Linked DNA regions of Mus musculus: region 2 is linked to region 1. A link is a contact called in public Hi-C data. All regions are on one chromosome and are shown on one strand. Each heading gives the region's core, a stretch centred on a gene start, on an enhancer-like site or on the middle of the called end of the contact. The rest is flanking DNA. Distances are from core to core; before and after follow the strand shown. Region 1 has its middle 580 kb from the start of Isl1. Region 2 has its middle 130 kb from the start of 4930435F18Rik.

The links. A called contact is a pair of places that touch in the nucleus more often than the background predicts.
Region 2: a contact with region 1 is called in a Hi-C map of the N1E-115 cell line, with 29 times the contacts expected there. The contact joins two enhancer-like sites. A contact is called at or near these places in 1 of 15 datasets of contacts at CTCF or cohesin (pro-B cells), 16 of 484 Hi-C or Micro-C datasets (the N1E-115 cell line, adipose-derived mesenchymal stem cells, cerebral cortex and 7 more) and 9 of 115 datasets of contacts at active chromatin or transcription factors (a beta-TC-6 cell line, craniofacial prominence, embryonic basal ganglia and 6 more).

Annotation. Positions count from the first base shown.
Region 1 is chr13:115,724,150-115,727,618 of GRCm38.p6, reverse strand. No RefSeq gene overlaps it. Among named protein-coding and RNA genes, the nearest start is that of Isl1, 580 kb to the left of the region's middle. Within about 2 kb of position 2,153, at least 10 of the 459 cell types and tissues checked have an H3K27ac peak or open chromatin away from gene starts, as enhancers often do. A contact at or near this core is called in the N1E-115 cell line and neural tube, where this site is marked.
Region 2 is chr13:116,704,470-116,708,145 of GRCm38.p6, reverse strand. No RefSeq gene overlaps it. Among named protein-coding and RNA genes, the nearest start is that of 4930435F18Rik, 130 kb to the left of the region's middle. Within about 2 kb of position 1,910, at least 38 of the 459 cell types and tissues checked have an H3K27ac peak or open chromatin away from gene starts, as enhancers often do. A contact at or near this core is called in the N1E-115 cell line and neural tube, where this site is marked.

The sequences.
Region 1 (3,469 bases), core at 904-3,403:
ACAAGTCATGGCTTTATAAATTTGTACTGACCACTATGCTATATCTCATAGGAATCACAAGGAGGTATTTCTGCTCATGTCTTTGTATGTGTGCATTGATGCATGCATGCATATATGTATGTATGTATGTATGTATGTATGTATGTGTTTACTTTATGAACTAGCAATCTATATTTTCCTCAGAAGTAGAAAATTAATACTTAGCTAAATCGGGCAGGAAATAAATCATCAAAACTTTAGGGAGAGAAAGTGGTTGTTATAAAATTATGAGACCTGTGTACTCTCAGCCATGTGGTTCAAAGTGACTCAATGTCAAATTCCCTGGAATTGTAAATTTATTCTGAAAACAAAATATATTTGAGTGAATAATTTTCTGTACTTTTTTGAATTTCAAAGAGCTACTTATTAAAATTATGCAGACAATGTTGACATATTTCCGACTGTAAACAAATTAAGTTTCTTAGCAGGCTTTTTCTGTGCTTTTTCAGTTAGGAAAACAATACAAACAGGCAAATCTGGGTAAGGATCAGCATTTTATGCAAACAAGCAATGTTCAACAAACACTCAATATAAAATACAGTTTTGTATTTTGACTTCAAAATATATTCGCTATTCAAATAAAAATATCACCATGATTTGAGACTATTCCATGAAACTTGGGAGAACCAGGTAAATTTCTACATTTATAATGAAAATAAAATGAATTTATCAAATTGCCAAAATATAGTGTGTTAGATTTTAAAAGTACTTATTCCAAAATGATTTTTAAATTTTTTTATTATATATTTAATTGATCAGCATACTTTAATTAATTATTCTTCAGTCTACAAACATACTATGGTTTTTTTTCAATTTGCTTTCTAAAAGTGAATTGAAAAAACTTATATTCACCAGATGTTTTTTGTAATCAAGAGCATGTATTGCAATTTTTTTTCTAATAGTAGACAAATAAAAAAAAAAAAACTATTCCCTTTTGGAAATGGTAGGCCAAATTAAATTGCTATCAATTCTTTTCAAAGTTCTACTTAGGAGTTTGATCATGAAGCACTCTAAAACACTTTTGATAACTATTAATTTAGTGTTTACATCCTCTTTATGTATCTTTAAGGTTGCAGACCCCTGAAGACATAGTAGTCAGGTAGTGATATGTGAAATATTCAGTTTTTAACTACATAAGAATCTTGCTATTGAGTATCATATCATATAGAGAAACCATTTTTTTTTTTAAAAATTCTATAGTGCCAAAGGCAACTTACTTTAATTTACTATGGGTCACTCACAATATAAGTCTGAGATGAAATATCAGTTGTCTTTTGAAGGAAATATAGGCAGTCTTTCAAGAGTTCATTGATATTGTTACAACTTCTTGTTTTATGCAGACATGGGCATCAAAACAGGCCAGTCACATAGCAATATTATTCTAAGATACTTCTAAGATTTGCTTACAAAACTGAATTCTAGAGAGAAAATGGAGACTTTATTTCAAGCCCATTAGAGGGTTTGATAATAATGGTACTGCAGGACCTCCCTGAATCACAGTGTTACTCCCTTGAGGTACGCTGGGAAGCCAAAGGGAGAAGGCTAAGGTTGAGGATCCGAATGACCTCATGTTTAGTTTTGTGTTTTGTTTTTTATTTCTGATTCATTTTGCTCCTCTTACTGGTTAGGAGGTAAGTGATAATATCCAAAAGAAAAGGCCATTTAAAAAATAATTCAAACTCTCACTTGGCCTACATCTGTGACCTTACCAGAAATCTTAGCTAGAATATTACCTTTTGAACAGATAACTGAGATCAGATATATAGAAACATATAAGAAAGAAGACATATAGAAACTATCTCTTGGTGTCATCTAGTGGCTGCATTTCACACTACATAGAAGAAACGCCTTATTGGTTTTCTGAGTAAAAACTGTTTTATTACATTTGTTTCTGAGTGACTGGTGTAAAAGAAGCTGCCATTCTTAACAGTCAAGTGAAGGTCAGCAGTCATCAAGCCTAGCCTGGCTCTTCACCCTGGTCCTTGACTGCGTCTTCTTATGAGGTCAGGACACACGAGCTGGGAAGCTCAGTTATTGCACACTGGTGTGAAGGTTCTGCTCCATGCCCCATTTAGGCTGCATGGCTGAGTGACAGAGTGTTGTTAAGAGACACCCACAGCCAACACACAAGGTATTTTCTCTTAGCAGGCAGAACAGCACTCAAGGGACTCTGATAGACTGAGCTGACATGCTAACAATCTGATTGCAGACGGCAATGGCCGGAGCCTCTGAGGGAAAGAAGAGTCCCCTGACCCTCCTGTCATCTGCTCTCAGTCTCCGTCCTAAGATAGGAAAACTGCACAACTATCACCAGGAAAGGTGACATAGCGAAAGTAACTTATCCACAAATGTGCCGAAGTGTCATCTCTAATGTTATAGTTCCTTTAAGACGAACTGTAATTTCTAATATAACTTTTCAATTTCGAAGGGAAAGGGCACCAAGGCTGGGTTGACAGAAATAAATTATCCAGATAATTAAGGCTAACTACTCCACTTTCTCCTACTCCCTGGCCCACACACAGACAATAATAGGGCTCAATTATTTATAATTCAGATTTTTTTTCTTTAAAAAAAAAGATTTTTCAATAAAACTGGTGTTTGAATAGATCAAAATTATTATCATTAGGAAGGAAATTATTAGCAAATTATGATCAGGGAATGTACAAAATTTTCAATTATCATAGTTTTTATTAGTGTCTTTAGCATAAAAACAGAAAAGGCATTTAAAGATGGAAACAATGAGTCTGAGACTTGATTCTCATTTTCTTCTGTTTTTAGGCAAATTTATAGATTTCTATCTTTATTAAACAGGATTTTATAAACACATTTGAGCTGTTTTCTTAACATTATTCTATGAACACTAACTGAAATTGAATTCACATCATTTGGTTGATGTTTGATTTCTCTCATGTATAATTCTTTTTAATTTTTGAATATCTTACACATAACTACAATTTAATAAAGAAATGAATAAGAAACTGCACACATGTGGGCTTCTAGAAAAATAATTTCTCCTGTTTTATAAAGGAGTTAGATACTGCAAGTATTTGTGTGTGGTATTTATATAGATGCCTATAAAGTATATATATATATACTATTTATACATGCATATATTTCTATGCGTGCACATGCGTGCACGCCTACACACACACACACACAATTTAAAGGTTATGTATGTGTGTATAAAAAGATAGAAAGAAAAAGGTACACATTACTCCCAAAGGAAATACTCATTTCAATTTAGCAATCCAAAATACTTTGGATCAATTTGTTTTTTGTTTATTTTAAAACATTAGGTTTCTTCTAAATAAAGTTCAGAAATATGGGTCATTTAATTTTATATCGCATGTGAAAAAGCATCAAATTTGACTAATGTGGCTCATTTTTCTGGATATATATCTTACTTTTATTCTTTTAGAACAACTGATCA
Region 2 (3,676 bases), core at 661-3,160, 980 kb before region 1:
CTCCACTTTCCTTCCCCCTCTCAAGAGCTGTGGCCCTGTCGCACAAGATCATGCAGAAGCCCGACCTACAGGCAAGACATTTTCAGAAATAAGGCTTGTAATCTGCCAGAAACCAACAAAGCTACAGACAGGCAGCCAGTCTCTCTCCTCCTTTTCCCTTCCCCTCTCTATTCCCCTTTCTCTCCCTCCACCTCCTTCTCTCCTCTAGCTAGCCTCGCCCCAATTATAACCCAGCCAGTCAGCCGCATACACCTGCTGGAAAGGATCTTGGTGGCATTGATGAGAAAGGGCGATTTTGCTTTTTTCAGAAGCCAACCAGGGTCCCAAGTCTAACCTGCCTTCAACCTCTGTAGGCGGTTCTTGGGCGTGCATGGGAGCCCCAGCCTTGGAGGCTTCCCTAGCCCTGGTTGTTGCTGGTGGGAGCTTTCGCTTTCTCTTGAAATCTCCTTTCTAAGTTGCTTCTCAGCCAAAGGTCCTCTGCAGAGTTTTCAAGGATCTCTTACTGATCTGGGAAAGCCGGGCTTTAAAGGGGGAGCCTGGAATGGCTAGACAGGAGTGGAAGGAGGGTACGTTGATTTCTGCTTTTTAACATTTTAATTTCATTGACATGACTTGAAAGGTTTGTTTTGGTCTAAGGCAAAGCTGCCAGTTCCAAACACAAACAGATGGACACACACACACTGTGTGTGTATCAGATGCTGGGGATAAAAATGGTTTATTGATTGAAATAATAGAGGCATTATTTTGATTTGTCTTGACATGAACGCTGATTTATAGAGGTTCCCCCCCCCCCATTGATTCCTTCTTGTAGTCCAGACACATGGAAATGATAAAAAGCTCACCAAGGCTCACCTTAGTGCTAATCAAGATTGTTCAATGCACGTTATAAATCTGATATTATATTTATTGCTTATCTTTATTCAGGAGGTTAGACTCCATCCTAGGGCTGTCCCCTTTCAAAAAAATGTTTTCGGGTGCATGTGTTTCCACTTTGCACTTTCAACGGACTGGAGAGGACAATAGTGTGAAAAACATCTGAAAATATGAGGCGACAACAGGGCATGTGTGTTTCATTTCTGCAGTGTTAGGGTGGAAAGTAACAAAAGAAACACACACACACACACACACACACACACACACACACACACACACAGAGTGAGGCCCAGGGACCCAGCACAAAAGACTTGCTGACCCAAAGCTAACACAAGACAAATTAAAGAACAGAGCAGGGACTGGGAGGGACTGGAGACAAACAGTTGGGGGGAAAGATCGCATCGAGTGCCTAGGACAGATGAAATACGGGAGAGAGAAGAGCAGACAAAGTAGTGCTCAGGACTGGAACTCACACCCCCGAGGCTGTGGAACAATACATTTGCTTAAAATACGAAGTTTCTTCGGCTGCACAATAACATAAAGGGATCACAAAATAAACATTACTTCTCTTGCAAGAGCGGAACAAACTGGTCACTCTAAACCAAACACAATTGTTCCAGTTTAATTGTGGGATCAGAAAACCCAGGCTGACTCCAACTCTCCTCTCGCTGCATGCCTATGAAGGGTAAAGTCTAAGGGGGTTGGGATTGGACTGCGAAACGCCTTTTCAGTGAAGCGACATCAATATTTGCAGAGTTTAAAGCTTCAAGAATACAAAGGCAGGCATGAGATTATCTGATTATCCACGGATACCATACCGAAGAAAGGAACGATGTTGCCTCTAAAAGGTTGAATAAGTTTTATTAATAAATAAATAAATAAATAAATAAATAAATAAATAAATAACCAATCTGTTGGTAAAAAGAATATATATATATATATATATATATTCAAGTGCTTGAAAAGGAATGAGGTCTAGAGCAGCAACTCCGGAGCGGGCAGTACAAGCCAGTCCCGAGGCCTCAGGGCTCAACCAAGGCCGGGGAGCGCTGCTCCAAAGTGGTGAGAGCCTCTCAGGAGCCAGAAGCCCCGCAGACCTCGACGGGATACCGGAGAGCCGGCAGCGGCTGGAAAAGAATGCTGAGGCTTCCAGGATAAACCGATCTGGGTCTAAGCCTCCGTTTCCTCGCCATCCCAAAACAGTGCCTTTAAAGGAGACATCATCGCCCTAGGACCCGTGTCCCATCCTGGGGACCCTGAATGTGCCCGACACCCCAGAACTGAGGGGCGAATTCTGGTTCTGTCCTCCTCCAGACGTTCTTACTATCCTTTAATTTTATTGGCCAGCCTGTTGCTCAGTGGACCTGGAAGGGTGAGCCTAGGGTTCCCGGACGCCCCGCTGAGTGCCTTTTCCCTAGACGCCTGCGGGGACCCGGCTGGAGATCACAGCTCGGAAAGTGTGCAGAGGCGGACTTGCAAGGCCGGGTTCCCTCCTGATGCTCACCTCAGGCGGCCGCTGGAAGTTCAGTCCCAGCGCTAGCTTTTCTCCGACAGAGACCCGATTGCCTTTAACTCCCGAGGCTGCGCTCTCCACCTCGTCCCAGGATAATTGCGCATTTCTCTACATTTAGAGCTTTGGAAATTGAGAAAGCGCGCTTTCATTTGTGCATCGTCTGCCGACAGCCCCTTCGCGTTAGAGTCTTTTCCCTCCTCCCCTCACGTACACACACACACACACACACACACACACACACACACACACACACACACACACACTTTTTAAAAAAAAAATAAATGATTTGAAATATCAAAACAAACCCTGAATCAGTCCGCCCAATTTTATGCTCCATCTCCCCTGTCTACCACAGTTTCTCTTTGTGGTCTATGGAAAAACAGTGTTTAGAGCCATTTGCAATTTCCTTTGTCACTTGCCGCTCTGTGTATGTTGGTTTTACATGTCATTTGTTTGCCAAATCAGGTTCTATTTCTTCAGCCCAGGATTCAGGATCTTTGTTCCTAGATCAATTGCCCTTTGCTGGAAGAAAGGCAGGACTTTTTTTTTTTTCTTTCTATCCACCTGATGCAGAAACTGTCAGCAAGCATTAAGTCACCAGGAGGACATCAGTGTGACAGATTCTGGCCTCTGAGGGTTTTGATTAAAGACCCCCCCCCCCAAACTCCCGCCTTGCCTTCCTAGCACTCTGTAAAGGTCATAGTTTGAAGCTGTGGTGGTGTTTATTGAATGTCTAATCTTGACTTCCAGGTATTGTAGAATCCTTCTTGGCAGGACCAAGCGGTCCTGGACTTCCAATACACCTGAATGCGTAGAGCATGTAGTCCCGTGTAGTCCTGTCTTCGATTTCCCTGGCCATAGGATGCCTACCTGCCTCATATGAATGGTGGACATTAATAGTTTCAGGTTCCTTATTAACTTTCTCTGGTTTGCTTATTGATTTCTTTACGTGATTATATCTGACTCAACACAGCCTAAGGATGTGGGTGACACTATTATTTCCCTGATTAGTATTCAAAACAAAACAAAACAAACCCCCCCCCCAAATTTAAAAGAGATGTTGGGATTGGTCCAAACATTTTCTTTTTAACTTTTTTTTTTTTTTACATATGTGTATTTCATTCTACAAACTGACAGTTGTACATTAGAAGCAGCTCAAAATGACTGGAAAGTGATTGGAGGTCAAATTCAGGTAGTCATGGCAATACTATCTTGGATCAGCCATTTGAGTTAGGTGATCACTTGTCCACCTTGGAAGAGAACCTTAATTAAAGGCAATTATATTACAAT